6 separate regions of the Mus musculus genome follow, and regions 1, 2, 4, 5 and 6 are each linked to region 3. Evidence: chromatin contacts called from public Hi-C and HiChIP or PLAC-seq data. All regions are on one chromosome and are shown on one strand. The core of a region is the stretch at or near the end of the contact, and the rest is flanking DNA. Distances in the headings are between cores, read along the strand shown.

What was found. A called contact is a pair of places that touch in the nucleus more often than the background predicts. HiChIP or PLAC-seq counts read pairs in DNA pulled down with a chosen protein or histone mark.
Region 1: a Hi-C map of the P5424 cell line shows a contact between it and region 3, with 2.3 times the contacts expected there. The contact joins the enhancer-like site here to the promoter of Smu1 in region 3. A contact is called at or near these places in 1 of 39 promoter capture datasets (liver), 1 of 484 Hi-C or Micro-C datasets (the P5424 cell line) and 1 of 115 datasets of contacts at active chromatin or transcription factors (stem cell-derived neural progenitor cells).
Region 2: a Hi-C map of CD8 T cells shows a contact between it and region 3, with 4 times the contacts expected there. The contact joins the promoter of Nol6 here to the promoter of Smu1 in region 3. A contact is called at or near these places in 8 of 39 promoter capture datasets (cranial neural crest, embryonic stem cells, frontonasal cranial neural crest and 5 more), 53 of 484 Hi-C or Micro-C datasets (B cells, CD4 T cells, CD8 T cells and 31 more), 17 of 115 datasets of contacts at active chromatin or transcription factors (the SCID.adh cell line, Th17 cells, bone marrow-derived dendritic cells and 10 more) and 3 of 9 other capture datasets (adipose tissue, liver and pancreatic islet).
Region 4: an H3K4me3 HiChIP or PLAC-seq map of bone marrow-derived macrophages shows a contact between it and region 3, with 2.6 times the contacts expected there. The contact joins the enhancer-like site here to the promoter of Smu1 in region 3. A contact is called at or near these places in 4 of 39 promoter capture datasets (cranial neural crest, frontonasal cranial neural crest, pre-B cells and 1 more), 1 of 484 Hi-C or Micro-C datasets (embryonic stem cells) and 1 of 115 datasets of contacts at active chromatin or transcription factors (bone marrow-derived macrophages).
Region 5: a FOXA1 HiChIP or PLAC-seq map of pancreatic cancer cells shows a contact between it and region 3. The contact joins the enhancer-like site here to the promoter of Smu1 in region 3. A contact is called at or near these places in 21 of 39 promoter capture datasets (the 3T3-L1 cell line, 3T3-L1-derived adipocytes, the C10 cell line and 12 more), 2 of 15 datasets of contacts at CTCF or cohesin (the NIH/3T3 cell line and large pre-B cells), 11 of 484 Hi-C or Micro-C datasets (the G1E-ER4 cell line, bone marrow-derived macrophages, embryonic stem cells and 3 more), 24 of 115 datasets of contacts at active chromatin or transcription factors (the 230-238 cell line, the HPC-7 cell line, the SCID.adh cell line and 12 more) and 3 of 9 other capture datasets (adipose tissue, embryonic stem cells and pancreatic islet).
Region 6: a contact with region 3 is called in an H3K4me3 HiChIP or PLAC-seq map of embryonic stem cells, with 3 times the contacts expected there. The contact joins the enhancer-like site here to the promoter of Smu1 in region 3. A contact is called at or near these places in 3 of 39 promoter capture datasets (the 3T3-L1 cell line, liver and pre-B cells), 2 of 115 datasets of contacts at active chromatin or transcription factors (embryonic stem cells and large pre-B cells) and 1 of 9 other capture datasets (pancreatic islet).

Annotation. Positions count from the first base shown.
Region 1 is chr4:40,300,286-40,304,876 of GRCm38.p6, forward strand. No RefSeq gene overlaps it. Among named protein-coding and RNA genes, the nearest start is that of 4930509K18Rik, 11 kb to the right of the region's middle. Within about 2 kb of position 1,301, at least 26 of the 459 cell types and tissues checked have an H3K27ac peak or open chromatin away from gene starts, as enhancers often do. A contact at or near this core is called in the P5424 cell line, where this site is marked.
Region 2 is chr4:41,121,893-41,126,342 of GRCm38.p6, forward strand. Nol6 (nucleolar protein family 6 (RNA-associated)) reads right to left here and starts at 2,447. Exons shown (of 26, transcript NM_139236.3): 1 at 2,267-2,447; 2 at 1,567-1,767; 3 at 1,367-1,483; 4 at 232-411; 5 at 1-55. The coding sequence starts at 2,353.
Region 3 is chr4:40,755,111-40,759,716 of GRCm38.p6, forward strand. It overlaps Smu1 (smu-1 suppressor of mec-8 and unc-52 homolog (C. elegans)), which reads right to left and starts at 2,775. Exons shown (of 12, transcript NM_021535.4): 1 at 2,667-2,775; 2 at 517-727. The coding sequence starts at 2,692.
Region 4 is chr4:41,162,207-41,166,852 of GRCm38.p6, forward strand. All of the region lies in intron 1 of Ube2r2 (ubiquitin-conjugating enzyme E2R 2), which reads left to right. Among named protein-coding and RNA genes, the nearest start is that of Ube2r2, 29 kb to the left of the region's middle. Within about 2 kb of position 2,970, at least 50 of the 459 cell types and tissues checked have an H3K27ac peak or open chromatin away from gene starts, as enhancers often do. A contact at or near this core is called in bone marrow-derived macrophages and embryonic stem cells, where this site is marked.
Region 5 is chr4:41,023,864-41,028,888 of GRCm38.p6, forward strand. It overlaps Nfx1 (nuclear transcription factor, X-box binding 1), which reads left to right. Exons shown (of 24, transcript NM_023739.3): 23 at 611-715; 24 at 938-2,129. The coding sequence ends at 1,010. Among named protein-coding and RNA genes, the nearest start is that of Aqp7, 22 kb to the right of the region's middle. Within about 2 kb of position 2,703, at least 79 of the 459 cell types and tissues checked have an H3K27ac peak or open chromatin away from gene starts, as enhancers often do. A contact at or near this core is called in the G1E-ER4 cell line, the HPC-7 cell line, the NIH/3T3 cell line and 8 more, where this site is marked.
Region 6 is chr4:41,061,108-41,065,884 of GRCm38.p6, forward strand. No RefSeq gene overlaps it. Among named protein-coding and RNA genes, the nearest start is that of Gm25637, 13 kb to the left of the region's middle. Within about 2 kb of position 3,009, at least 35 of the 459 cell types and tissues checked have an H3K27ac peak or open chromatin away from gene starts, as enhancers often do. A contact at or near this core is called in embryonic stem cells and pancreatic islet, where this site is marked.

The DNA.
Region 1 (4,591 bases), core at 51-2,550, 460 kb before region 3:
ACAAGTAAACGCCAAACCTCTAGCTTATGGCAAGAAAGTGGGTTCTGTGTCCACATCACAGTCCCTTGAAGGTCATAGGGCTAGAATAGGAGGGTAGTAGGCTGTGTGTGGACAGTTAAAGCTCCTAAGGTCTGTCTGACTGGATAATGACAGTTATCAGACAGGGATTTGGGGAAGGTGAGGAAAATATGGAGGATATTTTAGAAGCCAGGTTCCACGTTATCCAAATTCAACCCCAGATCCCTGCATAAGCTGCAGGAGAATCTGGCAAATGGAATTTAGCTTTTTCCCAGTGGGAATATAAAATGAATTTGGAGAAGAAATTCTCTACATCCACTGGCTGTTCCCCCACCCCACCCCATCCCCGCCCCCGTCCCCTGACCCCGTATACACATTTTGACACTCCCTGTGATGCTAATAATGTGTGGTGTTGTGTGAGCTCAGTTGCCTCTCTAACAAGCATATGTACCTTGCGTCACTTCCCATTCTGTGAAAACTGAACCTTACCTTATACATAATGTCTTAATTCTCCGGGAAGACTTCACGGCGGGGGGGCGGGGGGGGGCGAGGGGCAGTGTGAAAGACGTCAGCGGGAAAAAAAAAACAGTTATCCATGGGACATGAAATCAGTAAATAACTGAACTTTTGAGAAGCTGGTTGAGTATATATCTGCGTTCAAATTAATCAGTGCAGGAATTGAAACTGGGATGCATTTATCAGTAGGCTGAATGACATCTGGAACAATTAATTTGCTACCATCCCCCGAGGAATCTAAACCAAGACCTTGGACGGGCTAAACACTTGCTGTTCCCCTAAGCTACATCCCCAAAACCCCCAATCCTTTTATTTATTTGTTTTGAAACACAGAGTCTGGCTGTGCAGTCTCTCCTCCTGCCTCAGCCTCGGGAGGCCTGGGATTACACGTGCTGTCACACCCAGCTAAACTTGGTATTCAAAGAATCACGGATAGGGCGCTGCGGTGCGGTTATAGTTAGAGAACTCCACTAGGTGGCGCTGTTTAAAAGCGTCCCAAATTCCAGGGAGCGGTAAAGCTTTCTGACGAAAGGCAACCCCACTTCCTGCCTTTTTGAGAATTTAGGGCGCTTCGTTACCAATTGTAGCTGGTTTTCCTAAAACACCATTGATGTGGTAAATGTAATATTTTAGCATGACATGGAAAATGTTTTAGTAAAATAATTCAGCCTAAAGTTTTCTTAAAAGAAGAAATCATTAAACAAACCATTTAAAATGAAAAAAAAAACCTGTCCCGAAATGACAGCCTGTCGCCCAAAGTGCAGAGTCAGCAGCAGGGACTCAGAAGGCAGCCCAAGCTGGAAATTTCCCTTGCTCAAAGTGGATTTTAAAGCCAACACAGATTCTACTCCGTTTTTTTCTAAGCTCTATTTTGAGATAACATATTTTGAAATTCCTAAGGTAATCTGCTAAGTTATATGGATTCTGTCAACTCCAAATAAGTCCAAATCGCCCAATTAATTCTCCCTGTAACTAAAATGTAATTATTATAAAAGCATCAAACCCAGAATTTAATAAGTGTTGCCTCATTTGCTATCATAAGGAAAACCCACAGCTGCTGATGAGACAGAACAGGGACGAGTCGTCCCTCCGTCTATGCAGCCATTCATATAGGTGTCCTGGGTCCCAGGTGTTGGCTCATATCAGGAACAGGGGGATTTGAACTGGGGAGATGGCTCAGTGATGACTCATTTGCCAGAGTTTGTGTCTTTAGAACCCAAAGACAAAGCCCAGCAACCGTAGTGCCTGAAGGCAATCCTAACACTCAGATGTCAGAGACCGCATCCTCTGCTGGCTAGCTAAGCCTAGTCCGCACTCGTTCTCCGGACAGCACATACACAAAGCATTTGCCTGCAGATGTACGAGGGCTTTCATCTGGTAACGCAGGCAGAAAATTGACAAACTGGAGAATGGGCCCATCTTATGTTCTTACTCCAATCCTTGGCTTGCTCCAGGGAGACCAGGGATGCAGCTCCTGCCGTTTCTGCTCCCACTATCCCACAGGGAAATTGACAGTAACGTTGGTTTGCTCCGGGCAATGATGGAGGTTCACACAAGAGCACCTACGCCTACCATCCACCCCCCCCCCCCCCCAGGATCCTTCATATACTTAAATGGAACTCTACATTCAACGTCACTTAGCAGTTCCAAAATTTCAACAACTGTTAACTGAGAAATCGGAACACTGCATTCTGGTTAGTACCAAAGCCGTGTAAATGACCTTGGATAGTTTACAGAGAACACCTTCTATTCTTGTTTTTTACAAAACCATGGGAGCCACGTGTTTCCTATCCAGGGACACTTAAGTCCAAAAAACAGTTGCATAATCTTCTTGTGTTCTTGCCTGCGTCAGGAGTTAGAGTAAGGGGTTCAGAGTCAAGAAATTAGGGTTGGCTCCGCTGATGGGTAAGTTATCCCACCACCGGCCATGAGGAAGGACTAGATTTAGCTTTCCTTTTTAAAGAACTAGAAACAGAGCAAAATACATGGAACAATGGCTTAAAGACACCAGATACTAGGCAACGTGGGTTCATGATACAGGATAGAAATGAGAGACAGGAAATGGGGCCCCAGCTACCTTGATTTGGCACTGGAGGGAGTTTCTAGACTTCTGAGCCAAGCAAAACCGAGTCATCGAGTTTAAGAGACTGTGACTGAGGTTTGAGGAGATGATGACAGCTTGAGTCCCTCTCAGACAGGAAAGGTTACATGGAGCTCAAGTTATCAACTGAAAAATGACCTGAGTGAATAGGAGGGGAAACTTCTGTAACCAGAGAAATTCCAAGACATCAGTACCAAGCCTGTGCCAGGCATGTGAAAGAGGAAGAAAATGGCACCTGTACCTAAGAAACCAATCAATAGCCATAAAGCAAAGTGATAGATGATGGAATTATTGATAAAATATTCAAAACCTAAAGACACAAATCTGTGAGCTAAAAATACTGGTAGAGTCAAATATAAAACAACAATGGATGTTATTCGTTCAATTCATTGTTCATGAATTGTTCAATGAGGAATGAATGACTGACCTTCAAGTCTCATCCAGATCTAAGAGTCTACTATTGTTCCGGAAATTCTGGAAGTATACAGATTGTTGTTTTGCTTCCGTTGAAACAAATTAATCCAAATATTATTAACAATATCATAAATATTATATTATTATTGTTGTGTCAAGAAAGCGTTGTCAATAGCCCTGGTGTAAACATGTAAGAGGTGGTAATGATGCCTATTGTGTGGCTAGTTCCTATTGTGTGGCTAGTTCCTATCGTGTGGCTAGTTCCTATTGTGTGGCTAGTTCCTCCTGATGGAAACATCCCCTCCTGGACCTAAGGACGGAGACCTGTGGAACTCACATGAAAGTTAAAGGACCTCAGGAGGAAGTTACAAATCAGGAGGCTGGGGGTCCCAGGGGCAGAAGCTGTTGCTGAAGCAGAGGAGCATCATTGGAGGAGCTGCCTGCAAATTGGGCATGACCCGGAGTAATGCAACCTTCTCGAGCAGACCCTATGCCGAGGTTGAGCTTCCTGGTGATGTAACTGCCCCAGTCAGACAGGTTCCTGTAAGCAATCCAACTAAACTCACTGCTTCACCAAGCTAGAGAGGTGGGGTCCTGGCCGGTATGTTACTGTTTTGTTAACTTGATGCAAGCTAGAGTTATGTGAAAAGAGGAATCTCGGTTGAGGAAATCCCTTTATTAGATTCCTTGTAGGCAACTAACTCCATCTGGGAACTCTTTCTGTTTGTTTGATTGATGTGGGAGGGCTCAGCTAACTGTGGGAGGTGCTGACTTGTGTAAGAAAGTAGGCTGAACACGCCAGTTAGCAGTTGTCCTCCATTGCCTTGTTGCTACATCATAATTGTAATTTTGCTACTGTTATGAACCATAACGTAAATATCTGATATGCAGGATACCTGATATCCTATGAAAGGATTGGTTGTCGCCTAAAGGGGTCACAACCTGTAGTGGAGAACTTCTGATCTAAGTGTCAGTGGGGAGGCGCTAAGAGCATAGTTTGTATATATCATTTGAGCCCTAAGTAAGCCCAGCCTAGTCAACTGTCCTTACTATCCGGTGAGTGGGATGTCTTGGGTGCTCATGGGGAAACAGCCTGAACTACCAGGCATTATTCTGGGAATCATGAACCACTCAGCGAGGACAGGGATGCACAGTATGTTAGTGCTGTGCACAAGCCAACACGGAGACACTAGATGGTTTGCTCACTAGAAAGTCGATGTTTCTACAAGCAGTCCGTGCACTGTATCATTGATAGCAACAGTCAGAGGTCAGCCTAGAAAGATAAGAACTTGGAGGCAAAATGAATCAATCATGAGCCTGGGACAGACATATAGCCTGTTTCAACACAGTAACGGGGATCTAAGTGCGGTAAGATGTGGCAAGATGGCCTGAGTGTGCAGAGCAGAGCCATGTTAAGAGAGGAATTCGGGCTCACAGAGGGCCAGCTTGTAAGAGACACACATCCAACAATAAGTATCATTAGTTATGTAGTTGAGAGAATCTTGGCAAAATCATCAAGTCTCACAAACAAGGTGCCCCCGA
Region 2 (4,450 bases), core at 1,197-3,696, 370 kb after region 3:
GGGCTCGCTTGCGGAAGTAACGCTGGTTCAGCCCGTCTTTGTCCTGTAAGATTTCCTGGAGGAATCAGGGAAGAGAGAAGGTCAGACACATAAGTGTTCATGGAACTGGGGACTAGGTCAAAGCTAGGCTTAAGTCCCAGGAAGAACACACCCAATATTCAGACAAAGGGCACAAAGTCCCAAAGGGACCCTTTGCTGATCCTCTAATAGCCCCCAAACCATGGGCCTTACCCTGGGCATGGTCACTGCCACGTCCACATTGATATCTGGTCGCATACAAGTATCCAGAAGGTAGCTACCCACAACAGTGATCTGGGATGGAGGCCGGAAGCGGAAGGAGCCCTTCACGGCATAGGGCACTTGGTGGAGGGGCACTCGGACCCCAGCTGGGAGCCATGACTGGTCAGTGAGCTGTGGGGACAGACGCAGGAAACATATGGATTCTATCACCTTCCTCACAAAGGTGATAGAATCTAATACGTAGTAGATAGCATGCCAGTATGTTAGAAACTATAACTCACAATCTTCCACAAACGCCTTCTCCCTCTGTGAAGACAACTTGATTGACAGCTAAGCCGCCATGACTTATTTCTATTGTTACCCATTTTCAGGCTAGGAATGGTGGCTCACACCTGCAACTCCAGCATTTGGGAAGGCAGGAAGATCAGAAATTCAAGATCTCCCTTGACTATATAGCAAGCAAGTTCAAGGCCAGCCTGGACTGTATGAGACCCTGTCTCAATAAAAAATAAATACACAAAATAAAATAACCATTTTTGGTTGGAAGTAAAGGTTCACAACTATAATCCTAGCACTCAGGGGACTGAAGCAGGAGGACCACCACCAGTTTGAGTTACAGTACGGGTTACAAAGTTAAGATCCTATGTTAAAAAGAAAAAAGTGGGCTGGAGAGATGGCTCAGTGGTTAAGAGCACTTCCACAGGTCCCGAGTTCAATTCCTAGGAACCATATGGTGCCTTGCAACCATCTGTAACAATGCTGCCTTCTGGTATGTCTGAAGATAGCAACAGGATTCTCACATACATAAAATCAATCAATGAATCTTAAAAATGAAACAAAAAACAAAACCAAACAAAAGTGGCTCAGGCCCTCAATCTCCGTCCTTGGGAACTATGCAGGACAATCAGGAGTTCAAGGCCAGCCAGCCAGGGGCATGTAAGACCCTGTTCAAACAAACAAAACACCTACAAAACTTGTACAAGATGGAGCTACATTTGAGAGACAAATGCATGACCTGTGTCCTGGTTGAGTCTTCTTGCAATGAGAATGATCTCCTTAGTAACCAAGTTTCGTGGAACAGCAAAGAGGGTCTCATGACTCACTGTCCCAAGGCCATCTGCCTTACCTCAGCCTCAGGGACTGGAGGCACTTTCTGGATCCGCTTGGTAACCTCCTTCAGGAAATTATCAATCCTCTCTTTCTTCTTCTCTGACAGTCTGACTTCCTTTAGTAACTCCTCCACCTTTAGCAGGGGGAAGGGAGGAATCTGTGAGCCTCGGGACCCCACGGAAACCCCTCTAACCTATGCCCTGGCCACCCACGTACTTGTAAACGAAGCAAGGTGGAGTGGAACAAGATCTCGGTCTCACGGAGGCGATTTAGCTCCTCATTTGTAGGCTCCTTGTACAGCTCCTCCCGACTGAGGTTCACTGGCTGCAGGAGGCCTTCTGCAGGTGGCTCTGTTCTTGCACGCTTTCTTGAGGGTGCCTTCTCTTTGTCCATGCCTTCGAAGGCAAGTTCCATCACCTATGACCAGAGAGACAGAAACCAACATGCCAACATGAAATCGGGGGGGGGGGGGGGGGGGGGTATCTGTATCAGCTGACTCAAGTTTGTGGGTAAAGGGTTCATCTACTCTAGTTGTTCCCTTTCAGTGGGCGTTAAGATTTTTATAAAACTCGGGATAGCCATCACTGAGAGAAATCTGACAGCGTGAGGATGCAGTCCTGCTTAGACCTGACTGAGTTTGCCAGTCACTGCCTGAGGTAGTGCTCCAATGCCCTCCTGTTTCCGGACACCACAAATCTTTTGCTGAGACAGGCTTAGGCCTTCCCAAATATCACCTCTTCTCCTGCTCTATCCAGATCTCTCCAAGGCTAGATTCCCTAAAAATCATTTTCCCAGTAACCTAGGCCGCCCTGGAGTAATCTTTTTTCTATCATAGTAGGCCGCCCTGCAGGCTAGGTATCAGGCCTGACTATCTCAGGCTCTGTCGTCAAAATAAAGCACATTTTGAGCAACCAACCTCTGGGTCCTCAGTTGCTCGTCGGTGCTGCTCTCCGGCGGGGGCCGGTCCCATCTTCACAGCAGGTCTCTCTCCAGCACTTGGCATCCAAGCCGGATCTACCCCGTAGCTTCCCACGTGGGCCGAAACGCCAACTCCAGGGCTCAAACCCTTGCCCCAGGCCCCACCCACTGCAGTTCCATTGGGCTAGTGCATGCCGTCTCGCTCACTATTGGTCAGTGGTTCAAAGGAACCCGCCCATTGTGGGAGGAACCAAACAAGGTCCGCCGATTTACAGCCTCGACGCCGCACTAAACCGGAAGCGTTTGGGACTGCAGCTCGTCGCGTTCTTTTCCTCACTTCCCTTTCGGGAAGGGAGGAGCTTACTGTGGCTTCCGGTGTGATGGGGTTTTGTGTGTGTGTGTGTGTGTGTGTGTGTGTGTGTGTGTGTGTGTGTGTGTGTGTGTGTGTGTGTGTGTGTGTGTGTGTGTGTGTGTGTGTGTGTCTGTCTGTCTGTCTGTCTGTCTGTCTGTCTGTCTCAGCTTACTGTGGCTTCCGGTGTGGTGGGGTTTTGTGTGTCCGTGTGTGTCTCTCTGTCTGTCTCTGTCCGTCTGTCTGTTTTCGCTAGTGGTTCACAGCATCTAACCGTGTCTATGAGCAAGTTATGTGATTTCTACCTCCAAAATGTATCTTGAATTTGTTTTTTTTTCTGTTTCCACAAACAGAAAGTTCAAGTGTCTAGCATAATAGCATAGCTTCTCTCCAGCTTTTCCTTCTTAAAATATAAGATAACCTATTCAAACTCCAAAACTTTAAACACAGAACCATCGTAATAGCGAAGTTCTAAGTACTTTGCCAATTTACTTTTATTTACATATTATTTTAGAAAACTACTTGGAACTGGGCATGGACGCTCATCCCAGTAATATTCACGATGCTGAACCTGAACTATGAGGGACACTCTCAAATGACACTTTAGCATCTACCTTTTAAGACTTCTCATACTGGGCTGGTGAGATGGCTCAGCGGTTAAGAGCACTGACTGCTCCTCTAAAGGTCCTGAGTTCAAATCCCAGCAACCACATGGTGGCTCATCCATAATTGACAGCTACAATGTACTTACATATAATAAATAAATAAATCTTTAAAAAAAAGACTTTCATATCTAGCCCATGACCTGGGACCCACACGAGTAGAAGGAGAGAAGTGATTTCTGCGAGTTGTCCTCTGACCTCCACAGTGCATTCAAGTGATACCTGTGTGCTTTCACACACCCAACATGAAATATAATTATGGGGGAAAAGAGTTTTTGCAAAATAACAACAAAAAAATTCCACCCTGGAGACATGGCCAAGAGCTTAAAAGCATTTGTAGATCATGCAGAGGACCTAGGTTTGGTTTCCCAGCACCCACGCAGCTTTGAAACTCTCAACTACTGCCTGTAATGCCAGTCCTAGAAAATCCTTTGGCACCAGGCACTCCTGTGGTACACACACCTATATGCAATAATTTTGTTTTAAAGTCTCACTATGCATCCCGGACTGGCCTGGATCTCACAGAGATTCATCTGCATCTGACTCCTGACTGCTGGATTATAGACATAGACCATGCAAGTAATATTATTTTATGTGTGGGGCACATACATATTCCTCCAAGTATATCTCTGTACCGTGTATGTACAGTGCAGGTGGAGGCCAGATGAGCTCAGTGGATGTTCTCAAACTAGAGGTACAGATAGTTGTGAGTCAAACTGTAGGTGCTGGGAAATGAACCAGGTTCTCTGGAAGAGCAGCTAGAACTCCTAGCTGATGAGCCATCTTTCCATTCTTGAAAGTAAATCGTGTGTGTGTGTGATTATTATTATTGTTGTTACTGTTTTTTGAAAAAGAATGTCTTTATATAGTCCTGGATGTCCTGGAACTCATTCTGTTGACCAGCTGGATACAAATTGAAAGATCCACTTGGCTTATCCGCTTGAATGCTAGAACTAAAGGTATACCTCCCAACACACGCGCATGAAGCCAAACACTCATACACATAAAATTAAACACACACACACACACACACATACACACCATGGCTTTGAAAGTAAATCTTTAACATTTATTTTAGAGTATGTATATGTTTGTGCTTGGGAGAGTTTCTATGCACCATGTGTGTTCAGGAAACTTTGGAAGAGGGTATTGGACTCCTGGAAGTGGAGTT
Region 3 (4,606 bases), core at 1,525-4,024:
GTTAATTCCTGGTGGTCAGTGCCTGAACTGAATCACATGATATGATTTAATATTAGAATATTTTTTTCTCTCTCTCTTTTCTCTCTCTCTCTGTCTTTCTTTCTCTCTCCCTCCCTCCTTCCTTCCCTCCCTCCCTCCCTCCCTCCCTCCCTCCCTCCCTCCTTCCTTCCTTCCTTCCTTCCTTCCTTTCATACAAAGTCTACTCCTGGCTGGCCTGGAAAGCATTATGTATACCACCTGGCCTCAAGGCCATGCTCAGCTTTAAACTATTTCATTTAATGACTACCTAAAAGTAATCTCAGTTTCCCTGGGTCTGATCTTCAAAACCATACCAAGAAATAATTTCAGTTTGGGAAAAATCTTGAATCTTCCAAAAGGGAAGAAAGAAAGAAAGACCCTGCTGTGTCTTGACAGGTACATCTTACATGCAGTTAATCCCTAAGTGCTTAAGAGAGACTCACTGATGCTTCCCAATTAAGGGCCCGACCAAAACCGTCAACATCACCTCACTCTTACCTGTTCATAGAGATCAATAAGGGTTTTGTCTGGCAATTTCAGAGACTGTATAGCCTGTAAAACAGTATCCCAATGGCCACTATTAATATCAGCCACGAAACTTTCAATGCTGTCCACAGTATTCAGAGAGACAGTAGTTTCCTCCTGTAAGGTGGCCAGTGCCCGATGTAAACTGTTCTCCTTCAAGTACTGCATGATTAGTCGGATCACACTGAAAGAAAGAAAGAAAGTCATTTAGTCTGGAGATTGAAAGGAAGTTGGTAGCCATTATTATTCTGATCACTAGATCTACTGGACATTTGTGTGAAATACTTTAAACCTGAAATAGTTAATGACATTTTCCTTTTTAAATCAACTGGCCAGGCAGTAGTGGCACACTTCCTTAATCTCAGCATTCAGAAAGCAGAGGCAGGTGGATCTCTGAGGCCAGTCTGGTCTACAGAGTGAGTTCCAAGACAGCAAGGACGACACAGAGAAACCCTGCCTCAAAAAAACAAAATTAACAAATTGAGTCATCTAAAATGCTATAAAAAAATCTGGTCTGTTAAAAAATTGAGTTCTAGCATTCTGGAGGCAGAGAAAGAAAGGAAGGTGAATCTCTCTGAGTTTGAGGCCAGCCTGGTCTACAGAGTGAGTTCCAGGACAGCCAGGACCCTGTCTTAAAACAATAACAACAACAATAATAATAACAATAATAATATGAACATGCAGTTATTCCTCATATAGAAGGGTATTCAAGACTCAAAGATTGGTCGTTAAGGCTATTATTAGACCTCAGGGTAAAATATCCTTTGCAGTTCCTGTCCCGACTAACATTATCCAACACGTTTTGTCGCTGTTTTATTTTTCTACACAGGGACCATCTGTTACTGCGTCATATTTTATTTACTGTTTTTGTCTACTGTCTGCCTCCCGCAATCAAAGCATATATTCATTTAAAGACGATTTATAAAGCTGGGGGTTGGCACACGTCTTTAATTCCAGCACTCCGGAGGCAGAGGCAGGTGAATCTGAGTCTGAGACTCACCTGGTCTACAGAGTGAGTTCCAGGACAGCTACGGCTTCACAGAAAACCTTGTCTCAGAAGCAAAACCCAGGAAAAAAACGACTTACATATAACTGAGTTAAAAATATGTATCTCACCGGGCGTGGTGGTGCACGCCTTTAATCCCAGCACTTGGGAGGCAGAGGCAGGCAGATTTCTGAGTTCGAGGCCAGCCTGGTCTACAAAGTGAGTTCCAGGACAGCCAGAGCTATACAGAGAAACCCTGTCTCGGAAAAAAAAAAAAAAAAAAATATATATATATATATATATATATATATATATATATATATATATATCGCTATGAAGAGGCTCAGGCTGGACTCCAGGCCTTCCTACTTGCCCATTTAATACTGCGATCATAGACGTGCATACTTCACATCCAGCTTCAGTCTTAAAAATACATAGCAGGTTTCAGACTCCGCCGACTTAATTAATAAACCTTGCTTTTCTGCAGATCTTCAGAACATGCGTATCTCTCCCCTCCACTCAGAACACAGCTGTTTGCTAATTTCATAATTTAATTTTACTTTTCAAAAAATAAAAGGCGGTGGGTGGAGTCCTGGGGAGTCCAAGCAAGACTCTTCAGTCACTCACTCCCCGCCCACCTGGCTCCTCGTCGCCGTCCCCGCCTTCACTAAGTCTCATTCTTCTGACTCAATCAATATTCAAATTCTGTGTCCACAAAGAGGTTCTCTCTCTCTGCAAATTGCAAACCAAATCAATACACCACACTGGATCTAATCAGATAGGAGAAGCAGCAGAGTCTTTGGGGTAACTAGTGCTTGGACCAGAAGGAAGAGCTGAGGGACTGGCGGACACCCGGGCAGCGCCGAGGGCGGTGTGGCTAGCAGAGGAAACCACAGTAGTCAGGTCTACTCGGTGTGCCCCAGCACAGCCCGACGCCGGGGCCCAGGGGCTCCAGACGGCCCGCCCCACGGCTGCTCTCTCGCGGGCCCATCTAAAGAGGGAGCCAACCCGGAAAGTGCTTCGAGGCCGCAACCTCCGGCGCGCAGCTCCCCCTCCAACGTCCTCCGACCACCCTCCACTCCACCCCACGCCACGCCGCGAACACGCCACGCCGCGAACACGCCACGGCAGGACTCACTCGGAAGACTCGATTTCGATCGACATAGCGGTAACGCTCCGGGTCCAGGCCCCACTCAGCACACAGCCGGTCGCACAACGCCGCGCGACACTTCCGGCGGCCGCGCTGCGACACTTCCGCTCCGTTAGGGTCTAAAGGGCGAAGGAAGAACACGCCCAGGTGGGCGGGGCGTGAGGGGCGGGGCCTCGCGAAAGCGTGGCAGGACTACGAATGCCCATCGGTTTCGCGAACGTACACACAGGTGGAGTCTTTCTACAGCCTTGGCTGTCCCGCCCTCCTCTGCCTCCCTAATGCTAGGATTAAAAGTGTGCGCTATCGCGCTCAGATCCAGCTAAGAATTAAGTTGGAAAAAGCTGCGGTTACGGAGAAAGAAATGTAACCAAATGCGAAGTTATAACAGATCTGAGACTCCTTTCAATATAGAGTTTAAATCATACCTTACTGGTATGGCATGACAGAGCTGAGGACATAGCTCAGTGATCAGAGTGTTTACCTAGCAAGTCAGACGCCCTGGTTCAATCCCCACTAATAAAAAACCATACATAAATATTGATGAATTTTATAAATAAAGGCTAGGGAAAAGGTGGGATGGACATGCAGCTTATAGCTGGCTTCAAACTAATTATATAGTTGAAGATGCCCCTACTTTCCAAGGGCTAGAATTACAGATGGCATCACAGTGCTTATCTCCAATAAGAGCTATTTTAAAATTCTATTGACAAAGTACATATATATGTATACACTTATATATATATACATATTCATACATATACATATACATATATATACACACACACAACACAGTGGCATGTCTATCTTGTGAAATTACATATTGAGATAGTTTAGGGATTTCTAATGGCTCTTGTCTACCTTCCACACAATTTCTTTACAGTCTCCTTTTTTCCCCCCAGTGCTAGGTATCAAAACCAGAGCCTTTCAATATAGCCGCTCATATGCTGTTTATGTTTTCATTTTTACTTGATTTTTGTTTGTTTGTTTTGTTGTATTGTGTTTGGTTTTTGACACAGGATTTCTCTTTGTAGCCCTGACTGTCCTGGAACTTGTTCTGTAAGCCAGGCTGGCCTTGCTGCCTGCCTCTATTCCTGAGTGCTGGGACTAAAGGAGGGAAATTTTTAAAAAGAGTCGTTTGAAACTAAGTAGAGAAAATGACATATGCTACTGTTACAATGAATGGGATCTTCTAAGGTGCTTGGATTAAAGAGGTGTATCACCATGCCCAGCTCTTTCACGTTTCAAATCACCTATTTCCCATCAACTCTAAAGAACACAGTCTCAGCCAAGCAGTGGTGGCACACCCCTTTAATTCCAGCACGGTGGAGGCAGAGGCTGGAAGCTCTGTGAGTTCAAGGCCAGCCTGGTCTACAAAGTGAGTTTCAGGACAGCCAGAGAAACCCTATCTCAATAATAAGTATAATGACTTCTGAGATAGTCTCATTCAGAGCACAGCATAGGAATTTATTTCTTTCTTCTTTTCTCTCTCTCTCTCTCTTTCTTTCTCTCTCTCTCTCTCTCTCTCTCTCTCTCTCTCTCTCTCTCTCTCTCTCTCCCTTCCTTCCTTCCTTCCTTCCTTCCTATCTTTCTTCCTTTGTTTCTTTCCTTTGTTTGTTTGTTTGTTTTCTGAGATTGTGTTTCTGTGTCTCCATGGCTGTCCTGGGATGAGCTGATTCTCCCCTTCCATCACTTGGAAGAATATTGAAGGGAAGATTACAAAATATTGGGAGGTCCCTGAGTCAAGTACTGCTGAGAACATACTGCAGAAATCCCTATGAGAAATGGTTCCAACAGGCAGGCTAGATAGTGCAGGCCCCTAATGCCAGGTACTCAGGAAATAAGGTTAGAAGATCACAAATTCAAAGCCTTCTCAGGCTACAAGGAATTCAAGGGCAACTTAGTGAATGCCTATCTAAAACTAAAAGGTG
Region 4 (4,646 bases), core at 1,720-4,219, 410 kb after region 3:
GCCTCTAGTTATCGCATCAGGGCATCTATCTTCAGCCTTCTGGCCCAGAACCACCTGGCAGACCTTTCATGAAGCAGGAAATATGAAGGACCAGCTTTATGCTGTCTTGACAGAGCTAGTAGTTGACTATCCCACCTGTTTGTCCCTTTCGGACAGTATATTGACTGTAGATGGTAGAAGCAATTTCTGCTCTGTGGCTACCTTGCCACAATAAGCAACCTCTCCTGGAGATAAAGGTGTTCAATGTTTCTTTGAAGGAGAATGGGGAGCCTGTCTGTATCAGACACGTCTCATTGTCAGCTTAGTAATGAAATAACATTAAATATCACATTATGCAGATTTCTGATGTTTTTGAAGACCATCTTGAGCTTTCAAACCGTAGCTACTCTTAGCCATTTCTATTTGAGTAAATTGAAGGGGCTTTTTATAATTAAATCAGTATAGCTATGAGTTTGCTATCCTTCCCTTAGCTTGTGTTTCGTAATCATAAGCAGTTTGGGAAGGACTGGGTCTAAGCTTTCTATTCTATTTGTTTATTTATCTATTTATTTACTATATGTAAGTACACTGTAGCTGACTTCAGACACTCCAGAAAAGGGAGTCAGATCTCGTTATGGGTGGTTGTGAACCACCATATGGTTGCTGGGATTTGAACTCATGACCTTCAGAAGAGCAGTCAGTGCTCTTATCCGCTGAGCCATCTCACCAGCCCCTAAGCTTTATATTCTTAAATGAGTTGCATTGGCACAATGCCTCTCTAAGAGTAACAATATTAATCTCAAATTTTGTATCAATATAGGAAATTCACACCAATAAAAACCTTGAATTTTTATCAATATAAATTCTGTACCAATGTAAGAAATTATAATTCAATTTGTATCAGCTATAAAGATTCCTATCAATTAAGATTATGGCTACACAATGCTTTGTTCAAGGATAAAATTTAGTAATCCATCCCATCTATTTCCTCCCAAAATTATGACCATTTCCAAATTATCTCTTAAAATGACAGACTGTCTATAATTTGTAAAATAAACAGACACCCAAGCCCAGGGAATTGGGTTGGCGACTCTCCATAGCTTCTTCCTGCTGAATAGGGGTGAAAAGAAATTCTCTATGGGCTGGTGAGATGGCTCAGTGGGTAAAAGCACCCGACTGCTCTTCCGAAGGTCATGAGTTCAAATCCCAGCAACCACATGGTGGCTCACAACCATCCATAACGAGATCTGACTCCTTCTTCTGGAGTGTCTGAAAACAGCTACAGTGTACTTACATATAATAAATGAATAAATCTTTAAAAAAAAAAAGATTTTCAGATGTCACTGTTTAAAAAAAAAAAATTCTCTAGAGGGGTGGGGAGGGGAGGGAAATTAGAAAAACTGGATAGACTTAAAGTTACCTTTCGCATCTGTTATCCAGTCTCTGCATGTTTGGAAGGCTCGGTCGGAGCTTGACTGGAGTTCTGACTGGGTCTGTGTGAAAGGTTGGATGAGGTGAGATGGCCTAGAATCAGCAGCAAGTCCCAGAGCTGTTTTGTGTAGCAACCAGGAGCAGGGGCAGGCAGGTCAGCTCAGTACCTTAGGACAAACCTCAGCAAAGCTGGGCATTCTGTAATATTGGAACCTCACAACCAAAACTTTAGGACCATTAAGGTTTTCTCATGCAATGTGCAGGGTGCACACATCAGTTAAGGATGAAGTTTTGTTCTTTGATTGAGCAGGTGGTAGACAGCTGTCTTTTTTATGAGTTAATTTTATCAATAACCAATTATAAGTGTTCATTCATGCCCTGTGAAGGGTAGCACGATGACCCTTTACCTGTCCTGTTTGTTTCTCTTGAATTTTTCTAGTTCTTGAGGGGGTCTCCCCGTCATATCTGATCCATATCACTCTGGAGTCCGAAGCCTCTTCTCCTTTCCTGTCAACACAAAAGCAGAGACTTTCTTCCAGACTAACAAGTCCTTGGTCCAGTAACTGGAAATCTTTAACTGTTTAGCTTGACCTCTCTCCCAGAGGGATTTTAGTATAACTACTAAACTCAAAACCATACTCATTTTGATAAATAAAACAGTTCAAAGTAGATAAAAGCAATCTAAACAAATATTAAACGAGTCAGTGTTTTTGCTGTCTCGTGTCTTCATGAGATCAAGGCCTAAATTATTTAATATTCCTGTCCACTTACTGTATGGGCCTATTTCCAGGCTCTCTCTATATAATTCTCAAGGCCTAAATTTCTACTGTCTTAAGATAGGCTAAGCAACCTATTCTCTGCCTTTGATATAATTTTTTTTTTTTTCCGAGACAGGGTTTCTCTGTGTAGCCCTGGCTGTCCTGGAACTCACTCTGTAGACCAAGCTGGCCTCAAACTCAGAAATTCTCCTGCCTCTGCCTCCCAAGTGCTGGGATTAAAGGCGTGCGCCACCACGCCCAGATGATCTAATTTTTTAAGATCAATATGCCTCAATGAAAAACAATTGAGGCATACATTTCTCTGTAATTAACTTTAAATTTCCTTCTGCTTACTGTATGCACCTATTTCCAGGCTCTATTTATATCATACCTGGCAAAAGCAATCAATAGAAATCTTGTGTCAGCCACATTCAAAGATCCCTAGAAGTTGTCTTGGCAAGACTTTTACACATCTTTAAAGCATTTATTCACTCATTCTCTCTACCTCCGCTGTTCTGTGGAGCTTAATATTTGCTGCATCTACTATCTGGCTTTCTGCCTCAAATCTTAAGCTCTTTGTATCAGTTCTGAACCGCAGGAAGAAATTCCCACGTGGCTTGGGCAAAATCTGTATTCCCTTCTATCTTTTAAGACAAGTAAATCAAATGTTAAAAGTCTATCCTTTGATTACCTGCTTGTAAGAAGCAGGCTGCTCTTTTTGTTTGTCTCTCACTGCCTTCTTCCTGGTCACAGCCTGACTGCACAGCAGGAGTTCCCAGCCTCTCCCCTTCAGCTCTCTCTGGCTGTGGCTGTATTCCTTTGTTCCAGTTTTCCTAGCTGGAGCCATAACTGGGCTCTGCTCTGTTGAGAAACCAGTTCTTCCCTCTTCCTAGACTTACATCATTTGAGTGTGGGTATACCATCCTAGACTAATAGTGGATTCTTGCCTTCCTCATTGTGTGCCATCTGTTCCATGTATCTTTTACTACTCGGCTTTAAGCTCTGAGTGGACTGACTACTCTACCAGCCCCACCAAGGTTCCCTTGGATCTGTGGATAAAACACACACACACACACACACACACACACACACACACACACACTCACAAACTTATTTTCAGCCTGCATTATTGGCTCAATTGCTAGGTGCTTCTGATCTCCCACAGCTAGCTTGCCCTTCCCAATTTTCTTAGCTCAGCATCCTAAATCTGTTCTCAACTTTTCACTCCACCCTAGATCTCACATGGCTGTGGCCTTTTCTCCCTCTGAAACATTGCAAAAGCTCTCTTCCTCCTCCTGAGTGTCTTAGCTTGCCTGTGGTTCCTGGAAGTCCCGTCTCTTTCTTTCTGCCCAGCAACTGGCTCCTGGCATCTTTACTGATCTATGGAGAACCAATTGGGGAACAGGACCTTAGCATCAGAACCACCCCCTACATTTTTGTTTGTTTTACAGTGCTAGAAACTGCACCCAGGATTTTGCAGCAAGTGCTTAGTCTATCATTGTTTCACAGCCAGAGCCCCCTTTGCGGGCCCCCAGATAAGATCCTCCCTGCAATAAGGATAGCTTTGAACTCAGAGTTCCCGACTCAGCTTCTGACAGCTCTGATTACAAGAATGCACCTATGTGAGTCTATTGCACGCATATTAAGCTGGCATAATTTTGTTTTATTTTATTTTATATATAACAGTATACAAGTATTAAGTCCAGAACATCATATTCTAGAATGATGGTTATATGATGGGTGGTATCTATGTTCCACCAGACTGGGATAAGTGGAGTTAAACAATTTATACAAAATGTGAGATATTTTTGTCTTGGAATTTCAGGAAATCCTTCCCATCTAAATCTGATCTGATCTTGGAGAGAGTTTGCTGCCACCTGGTGGCCATGGTCTACCTTATTATAAAAATGGTAATGGGGCAGATGTAGCTGGCTAAGACTTCTAGGCTTTGGCAGCATTTTTATGTGAGGTTTGTTGATGCCAGGTTCTTTGTCAAAATCCTGGAGGGTTGGTCCAGGAGAATACTGAGGACGCAAAAGGCCTTCTCTACCTCTTGCTTTCGAAGACAGATTTTGTTTCCAGGCCTTGACTTTGTGAGGACTGGAGTGAAGATGGGTAGATGTGTTAACTCTTCACTCAGTGATTTTTACTTTGTATTCAAGAGTTGGCAGGCTGGGGGCCTGGAGAGAGATAGCATAGTGGTTAAGAGTCCTTGGCTCTTGCCAAGGACCTGGGTTCAATTCCCCAGCACAACATGGAAGCTTATAACTGGTTATATGTAGCTCTAGTTCCAGAGGATCTGATGTCCTCTTTTGGCTTCACACTGGGCATCAGGCTTGCATTTGGTGTACATACATACCCATTCGAGACAAAAATGTTTATACACATTAAATAAGATAAAAAAGTTTTTAAATTTTACGTGGTGTCTGAGAATACAGTTTAGTGGTAGAGTACTTGCCCGACATGTATGTGGCTGTA
Region 5 (5,025 bases), core at 1,453-3,952, 270 kb after region 3:
CGGAAGGGAAATCTATACTTCTGTGGAATAGCCTTTTTACCATTACCTAAAGATCCAAGCAGAGAGCAGAGCGCACACCTCTGCGCAGGGCAGGTGCACCCTAGTACCCAAGTCTCACAAAGGCCCCGATCCACGGCAGACGATGGAGTTGTCCCTCTGCAGGCGGAGCAGAATGCCTGCTCCTCTGTGCTCCTGCACCTGTCTCCTGCTTCTCCCGCTGACCTCCCTGGCTCTAATCATGGCATGGTGGAGACAGAAAAAATGGTGGACTCTGTCTGACTCCATGTTGTCATCAGAGAAAATGGAGGTGGCGGTATGAGGAAGGGCCTGGAAGGACCTAGAATCACCATCAGAACCTGAGGGTGTTGGGAGAACTTCTCAGTGAAAAATAGTGAAGGGTGGCGTTGGAGGAGGTGGGCTGCAGGGGGCGAGGCGGGGGGTAGACAAACAAAGTGGGATGCAGGTTGGCCACACTTGAGACAGGTGGTAGTGGGTGTGCTTGGCGGCAGTAGCGGCGATGGCAGCATTGCCCGAGCAAATGCCGGGTTTCTGGCTCTGCTGTTTCTGCTCAGGATTCTCTCATCTTAGCACTCTGCTTTACTCCCCACAGAGGGAAGTCTGTTTGTCCTCCTACCACGCTGACCAGTGTGATTGAAAGGGAGACACAGACACGGCCGCCACCACCAATTCCTCATCACCGACACCAGGCAGACAAGTAAGGATTCTTAGCTGCTTTCTCATTGAGCTTGTGCCGGCAGAGGAGCTGGGGTAAACTGCTGGGCTTCAGCTGCCATCGCTGGCCTCCTGGGGCTTGTCTTACGGCATGGTGTCCAGTACACATTGACGGGGCATCAGACACACTTGAAGCCTTAATTCCCTGAAGACCCAGGTTTATCTCCCTGTAGAGAAAGGCTCATCGTCTTTGCTTTCCTTGCAGGGCTCCCGGGAGCAGTACTTTACAGAAGATAGTGAAGGAGGCCGTGATTGACTACTTTGATGTCCAGGATTGAGAAGATAGATAGATTTATATAAAAGAATGATTCTGTGTATTGGAGGAGACTCATTTGCCAGCAGATAAATCATGCTCGTTCCTCCTGCCTGGCAGAACCCCAGCACACGTGCTGTCTTGTCCTGATACAGCCAAAGCATGAGTGTGTCAGAACCCCCTGTCTGGGCCTGTCCACAGACCTCTGGCTGTGTGGCCACTGGATTTTTAATCATGTGTTTGAAGAGGCTCCTCACATATCACTGTGATTACTAAGAGATTGGGGGAGTATCAGCTTTTATTTGGATAAATCAGAATTTTTATCCCAAACTGACTTTGTGGCACCTAGCCATAGTCTGGTTGTCCCATTTGTTCTGGTGGGCCTCACCTTCCTCATGAGGAAAGACGTGAAGCCCTGACCATTGGTAAAACTATGTCTGCAATCGTGTGTCTTAAACCTACCCATCTTATCCAAAAGCTCCCGGATGTCTCTAGACTGGTTAGGTTGCTTTATAGAGTTCCGTTTTCTCAAATCCCTGGCATTCTTTCAGCATGTCACCAAGCCTACCCCGGGACAGTTTAACTGTCTCTCATAATGGTAAGAACTTGGGACCAGCTCTCTCGCCATGTTCACAATGTGGGTCTATGACCATGTCCACTGTAGCCCTAAGTCCTCTGTGGTTGGTAGAGACTCTCGCATAGACAGCGGTACTGGGTTGCTTTTTTCCTAGGCTTTCAGCAGCCATGCTGACTCTCTCTGCATCTGAGCTCTGAACCACTGTTCAAATATTCAAAGTATGTGGACAGTCCAGAGTTTACGCCAAGCATCCTACTGTAGGCCTTCTTCAGTCTCCACTGTGCCCATCTGTGTGGCCCCTCTTCTCCATAGGCTGGACTTATCTTTGTTGTTGTCTTTTGGTTTTGGTTTGTTTTTTCAAGATAGGGTTTCTCTGTGTAGCCCTAGCTGCCCTGGAGCTCGCTCCTGTAGACCAGGCTAGCCTCAAACTCAGAGAGATCCACCAGCCTATGCCTCCTGAGTGCTGGGATTAAAGGCATGCGCCACTACCACCTGGCTTCTTTTTGCTTTAAAATAAACTTTGAGCCTCCCAAAACTTGAAATCATTAAACAAGGCACTTAATTTTTACTTGTATTTTGTTTATTGAGACAGGATCTCGCTAAGTTGCTTAAGCCGTTCAGATCTTAAACCCTCGACAGTCCTTCCTCAGCCTAAGTGCTGGCATTGCAGGCTCTCACCAAACCCAGCTGAGAGACACGGAAGGCTAAAGGAAAAACCAGTCTCCATGGAAATTACGGGGACATGGCAGCAGGGACAGGTGACAGGAGACAAGTGATGGGAAGAGCAGAGTCAGTCTCTTGGGCCTGTTCAGTACAGGGTCTGTGGCCTCACACAGAACAGGAAGTCAACAGCTGTCGTCCAGGGTCTGAGAGGGTGATTTGTGCATGCAAGAAAGGGAACTCTGACTTCTGAGCTGAGGATCAGAGCCCAGGGAATTCTAGCACCGCCAATTGGTAGAGTGGGGCCTTCCTGCTTGGCCTGGGATGTGAGGGTTACAGGAGTCACAACCTGGGCATCAGAGATGCAGCGTCTGTGAGCACAACACTCAGGTCTGGGAAGAGTGTGTCTTTTGTCTACACTAGTCGTGGATACAATGACATCTGGTGAGAGACAAAGGAGAGCTAGTGCTGAGGCCTGAGGCTGATAGACGGCGACTAGCTTCTGAGTCATGAGGCCATAGGCAAAAGCAGGCAGCAAGGCTGTATCAGCAGAGATGACTCAGCAGATAAGAGCACTGGCTGCTCTTCTAGGGGACCCAGGGTTCAATCTCCAACACACAGATGACAGCTCACAACTGTCTGTAACTCCTGTTGCAGGGCATCTGATACTCTCATACAGCAAAATAAAATAATAAAATGTATTAATTTAAATTTTATTAAAATTTTAAAATGTAACATTTTTTTAAAAAGTTCTGCCTTCCCAAGCCATCGTAAAATTAAAAAGAGAAAGGTCTGAATGTCATCATAGACTTGTCCCCCTGACCTCAGGCAGAAGTGTGTGGGGGAGAACGCGAAGGCTGCTTTGAGGCAAGAAGCCCAGGAGGCTACAGAAGTAGCTCAGCTGAGATGGTGGGGCTGCCTCTAAGGCAGAAATTCGGGTCAGGGAAGTAGGATCATAAGCCAAGGCTCACCAGGAAGCTTGTTTCTCTCTTGTCCCCAAGAGGAGCCCAGGCCCCATTGAAGGCTTCTCATGGGTCTTCTTCACTAGTCTATGGGTCGGAGAGTTCCAGAGACTGAGTTCTTAGTAATTTCACTGTCCAGCATGGCTGGCTCCTTTCAACCTTAGGGCCGTCCAAGTGAACAGAGAGATGCTTTGTGTACAGCTGAAGAGAAGCCTCCCTGCTGGCAGGTCTGTGAGAGACAGCTCTGGGTCCTGCCTGACCGTATTGAGGATCCCTTCCCATACGGCTAGACTTCTGAATTCCTGACTGAAAGGGAAACTCAACTCCTCTTCTAAAAGAGACATGACCAGACCAGGCCAGCACCTCGGTCTTCACTGACCTAACCTTAGTCGCCCACACCCAAGAGAAAGTTCTCACACAGCACATGGCCTCTGCATACATCTTCTGTACCATCGCTCATGGCATTTTAGAACCCAGGGTTCCACAGGAATTCTGGAAGCCACTCTGGTCCCTCAGCTTACAAGCTTGAAAGAAACAGTCATTGGGATAACACTGTGTGACCCCAATCAGGGATCAGGGCTGGTGAGGGTCAGGAAGAAGGTACGTCTTCAAAGAGTGAGCTGGGGCCCTAGCTTCCATGAGTAGAACTCACTTGGAATTCCTTTCCTATGGTCCAGGAAGCCTGTAGCTTGTTCTTCTGGCGAATAGACTTAGGAGATGTGGGGGCCGAGAGCCCAACTGAACACCAAGGTGACCAGGTTCCTCTGACCCAGACACTTTGCCTACAGTGGGTATCGGGTTCAGCATCCATAGGGCGGGAGTGATGGTTCCTACCCATGTGCTGGGCAGATTCTGCTACCTCCCAGTGAGCCAATGATTCTCACCTGTGTGCTGTGCCAAGCCATCATAAGGGGAAGTGGAGAGTCGGCATGCCACAGGGCATCAGAGCAGCTAAGCCACCAGCCCAGACCTGCACAGTCTCAGCAGGTGGCATGGGGGTGGGGAGAAATGGAGCTGTGGTCAGGTGGCCCTGGCAAGGCTGGAGCTTTCACTGACCCCACTTTGATCTCCTGCTGTGCCAACACAGCAGAGTTTCGAGTAAAGGAGTCTAAAGTCCATCTCTCCACCCTTTCCCAGGAACCTTTTGTAGCAGTCACCAAGATAACCACCTCATGGGCACCAAGCTTGACCACCACGTTCATCTCTCACTCCTCAAAGCTGCAGAAAGTATGTCAAGTTACTTTCCCAAGGTTCCACATGAACAGCTGAGAATCTGGGATCTCACTAGGTACCGTGTGTGCTCCCCACAGACCCACAGGACAGAGCTCTTTTGAAAACTCTGTAGGGCAGGATGGTCCAACAGGTCCTGTGAAGTGGACAAGAAAATGAAACAACAAGCTGAACCTCTCAGAAGACAGGACTTTATTTCTAGAGTGGCCACTAGAGAGCAGTATAGAACCCTAAGCCGGAGCGTGGGGTGTACTCACCCATCCTCCTGAAAGTACTGTAGTTCAACCTTTTTGTTTTGTTTCATTATTTTCGAGACAGTTTCTCTGTGTATGTAGCCCAGGCTGTCCTGGAACTCACTCTGTAGACCAGGCTGGCCTTGAACTCAGAAATCTGCCTGCCTCTGCCTCCTGAATGCTGGGATCAAAGGTGTGCCCCACCAGGGCCTGGAAGTTCAAACATTTTAGTAGCAGTTACAAACCATATTCTTGTCACGTTTTCATTTCTTTTTTTTTTTTTTAAAGATTTATTTATTGATTATATGTAAGTACACTGTAGCTGTCTTCAGACACTCCAGAAGAGGGAGTCAGATCTCGTTACGGATGGTTGTGAGC
Region 6 (4,777 bases), core at 1,759-4,258, 310 kb after region 3:
CATCTTGGTTGTCCGGGAGACGATCCAGGTATTCCTGAGCAGGAACAAGAACTCAGCTCTCAGCTTCCTTCCCGCTGGGGCAGGCACTAGGCTCTGTCTGAAGTCCATAACCCAAGTGACCTGGAACCCAAGACGTAGGCTAAGCTGGCCCCAAACTCACAGAGAGCTGCCCACTTTGGCCTCTTGAGTACTGAGATCAAAGGCACGGATTGTCGGGGCTGATTGATGGGGCTGATTGATGGCTCAGTGGTTAGGAGCACTGACTGCTTTTCTAGAGGTCCTGAATTCAATTCCCAACAGCCACCATGTGACCTCACCATCTATAATGGGATCCCTGGGAGAGACTAATTCTCCTTCTCCCAGATGTCATTAGTTACCTATAGTTCTTAGTTTAGGGATGGGACATGTCTTAGTTAGGGTTTCACATTGCCGTGAAGAGAGACCAAGGCAACTCTTTTTTTTTTTTAAAGATTTATTTATTTATTATATGTAAGTACACTGTAGCTGTCTTCAGACACTCCAGAAGAGGGCGTCAGATCTTGTTACAGATGGTTGTGAGCCACCATGTGGTTGCTGAGATTTGAACTCCGGACCTTCGGAAGAGCAGTCGGGTGCTCTTACCCACTGAGCCATCTCACCAGCCCCCAAGGCAACTCTTATGAGTTACATTTAATTGGGGCCAGTTTACACTTTCAGAGGTTCAGTCCATTATCATCATGGCAGGAAGCATGGCAAGTGTGCAGGCAGACACGGTGCTGGAGGAGCTGAGAGTTCTGCATCTTGATCTGAAGGCAGAGAGGAGAGACTGTCTTACGGGTAGCTAGGAGGAGGGTCTCCTGCACAGGGCAGAGCCTGAGCTTCGTACCTCAAAGCCTGCCTACACAGTGACACACTTCCCCTACAAGGCCATACTTTCTGGAAGTGCCCTTTCCTGGGAGCTGAGTTTATTCAAACCATCACAGGACCCCATGAAGTTTCCCTCTTCACATTACCATGCTGCTATAGCCATTTCTAGGAAAGACAGTTTCACGGAAGACCACAGCACCTACGATCTTTAGGCCCCCTCTCCCTCGATGTTCCCTGAGCCACAGATGCAGGAGCAGTGCTATAGATGTATCTGCTGGGGCTGTGTGCCACACAGTCCGCCCATGGATCTCTGCACTGTCTCCATTTGCTGTACAGAGGCTCTGAAGGGGAGGTAGCTCCTCTGTGGGAGAGAGCAGGACTAGAGAGTAACATCTAGTATCTCCACTTTGCTGACTAAATGATACTTTTGCAAGCCTCACAAGTCCGTCTGCTTCACATTCAGTGTGAGTGGATAGTGGATTCAGGATGTCAGCCTGGTCCTTCCATGTCAAGTTCCCCCATCTTCTTATCTTACACCATCTGATAATTTCCTTGACTTTATCTATCTATCTATCATCTATCTATCTATCTATCTATCTATCTATCTATTTATGATAGATATCATTTAGCCCAGGCTAGCCTCGAATTTGCTATGTAGCCAAGGGGTGACCTTCCTGCCTCCACTCTACCAACTGAGCTATATCCTCAGCCTTCCTTTGAATTTTACCTAAATCAATTTAAAAAGTCTTCCAGAATAAAGCTTTTTGTTTTTCTGAGAGAAGGACTCATGTAGCCCAAGCTTACTGTGCAGCTAAGGATAACCTTGGACCTGACTCACTTCCGAAGTGTTGAGTTTATAAATGAATGCTACCTACCACACCTGGCTAAAACGCCCCCCCCCCCCCCGGGAAATAAAGGATCTAACAAGAGTAGAGATTTTTTCTGTCAGAGTAAGTGGAATAGCAGAGGAGTCAGGTTGAGGGACTTTCACCCTCATGAAAGGATGGGAGAAAAGCCTGAGCATGCATCTCAGAGATAGAGCGCTTACTTACACAGCATGTAAGATGCCTGATGAGTCCTACGCCTAGATCCATCCTCTCTCTCTCTCTTTCTCTCTCCCCCCCCCCCTCTCTCTCTCTCGATGGACTAAGAGCGAGAGCAGGGGAGCAGCATAGGAGCCTCCTGGCCGGAGCCTGTGCTAGCTTGTTGGAGGCATCCTTATTCAGGGGTACTCCTGTGTCTGTGTGGTGAGTCCTTTGTGGCTCAGGCTTTGTAGACGGGATCCTGTGAGCTTAACTGCAGCTCAGCCCTTTCATTTGTACTGGTGAGTTTTAGTGCAAGACTTATGTGGGTATCGGCACCAATGCTGGCAGAGTAGATTGAGTTGCTATGGAGTGTGGTAGGTGCCTGGTAGTTTTCAGTGCTAGGTGAGAGACTATTGAGCAAGAGTCTGCTGCCAGTCCCTGACCCTGAGTCCAGCAGTAGGATGTTATATGCTCATTTCCCAGGCAGTGAGATAGATTGCCAGCATGTGGGGCTGGCCGACCAGCCCTTCCCTTTGCAGCCTGGCCTCTCAGCTTGAACCCCTGGCATAGTCAAGAGGTCCGGCAGCCTCAGGCACTCTCCAATCTCCAGTGTAATCAGCTGGCAGCTGGCTCAAAATCACTGGACTGTTGTGGGGGATCCAGGTGTGACAAGGCCTGATCAGGCTGCCTTTTAAGGACACTGGACCTCCTGAGCTCTTTGGGAACAGGGATTCCAGGATCCTTCCTTCAGAGGGAACCCAGCAAGTGCACGATAACTGGATGCTGAAAGACCCGAGTCCTCTCTGCCCTCGGTGGAAGAGAAATCGTTTATGCTGGAGAGCAGCCTGTCTGCAAGTAGAATGGGGAGAGTCTCTTAGGCATCTGCATGAATTCACGCCTCCAAGATCCTAGGAGAAGATGGTCCTGTCTCTACTTCCAGGCTGTTAGCACCTCGGGGCAACCTGGCCCAGTTAGCCTGGGCATAACAAGCCTCAAGTCTTTCTTTCCTGCAGCAGCCAGCCTGAACCCCCTCCCCACCACGTGTGACAACTGGGGTGGGGGTAAGTGTTGGGGGCAACTCTTAACCCTCAGACTCTGCCCCCTTCTACATGAGGCTTGTACTGGCGCCCCCTACTGGTGGTCTATGCAGATTTCTTGGGCTGGAGATCCCTGCAGGCACCAGCCAGCTGGGAACCCCCACCTAACTAGAAAACTCCGCCTCGCTTTGAGAATCTTGTCCGCCTGGCTTTAGCCCCGGGGTCCTCCTCTAAAGGAGATACTTGGCTCCAATCAGGGCAGCCCACACACTTTCCTGTGGCTTCCAAGTTTTCTTACCCGCCGCTTGTCACCTGTACCTGCTTCACTTCTTGCTGTGTTGACTTCAGCGCCATCTCTGTTTGCTGTGGCTAAGCCTACATACGGAGTGAGGAGGAAATCTCTGAACTGAAAGTGTGAAGCTAAAAGGCAACAAGCGAGTGTGGGGGTGGGAAACCGAGGGAGGGACAGAACCTAGTCCGGGCTTCTCAGCTGGGGGAGAGCAATTGTTCAACACCACCACCCCATTCCCCACCTCTGGGACACAGCCTAGGGGCAGGGATGGGTGGAGAGACTTTCCCAGCCTCACTACTGGCAGGTCCTAACCTGTTACATAGCTAATTTGTTTTTGAAGCTCAGCCCCAGAACGCTAATGTTTCGAGGCTCCAAAAGGCTAAACGCACAGTTCAACAGAGTACAAATCCTCTCTCCCTTGCCGCCCTTAATCCTTCTATTACATTACTCAAGGAACGCCAGTCACCACTGTGGAAGACACAGTCTTCCCAATTTCCCATATACCCATGACAGCCATGACAGTTCACAAGGGTTGCATGGCAACCCTAAAGGGACTACTACCCCTCTGGTTTTTGTTTTTGTTCTTGTTTTTGTTTTGAAAGATTGATTTATTTATTTTATGTACATGAGTACACTGTAGCTGTACAGATGGCTGTGAGCCTTCATGTAGTTGCCAGGAGTTGAATTTAGGACCTCTGATGGCTCAAGTTGACCCTGCTCACTTCGGTCAACCCTGCTTGCTCAGACCCTGTTTGCTCTGGCCCAAAGATTTATTTGTTATTATAAATAAGGGCACTGTAGCTGACTTCAGATACCCCAGAAGAGGGCGTCAAATCTCATTATGGGTGGTTTGTGAGCCACCATGTGGTGGCTGGGATTTGAACTCAGGACCTCTGGAAGAGCAGTCAGTGCTCTTACCTGCTGAGCCATCTCTCCAGCCCTACCCCTCTGCTTTTTAGAGTGGACAAGTTAAAGAAACCTCTGACAGTCACTGTGTGACAGCCTGGGGTAGTCCATACTTCCTGGCTCCTGGCCCAGACTCTTTGCCCCACTTCAGGCGTCTCTCAAATCACAGAGCAAACCAGGAAGGCAGAACCAGGCCACAGGCATTGGGGCAGGGGCCAGCATGTCCACTTCTGGTGTATGCACGCAACACAGGCCTGTGCAGAAACCACTCTCCAAGCAAGTTCCATGGGCAACCTGAGGCTCTCTGTGTATTCCCACAGAGCAGACAGTGTGCAGAAAGGTGAGACGGAGCTCTGACATCTGAATCCACCACCACCTTCCGTTCTTGCTCCTGTAGGTCCGAGATTGTGGCCTATAGCCTGTGTATGCCCTCTCATGGACAGGGTGTGAGAGCTGCCATGACCTGCAGGGGAGGGGGGCTTAAAGAATAAATAGGAAAGTTGCCAGCCATCATCATCATAGACTTAGGGTGTCTGGCTTTGCCAGCTGTGCCAGCCAGGCTCTTTGAGAAAGGAGCTGTCATTGGCACCTTGCCACCACCAAGGCCTCCTTACCTAGTGGCTCACCAGGATTTGAAGCTACACCCCACATTTCTGCCCACATACTATTTG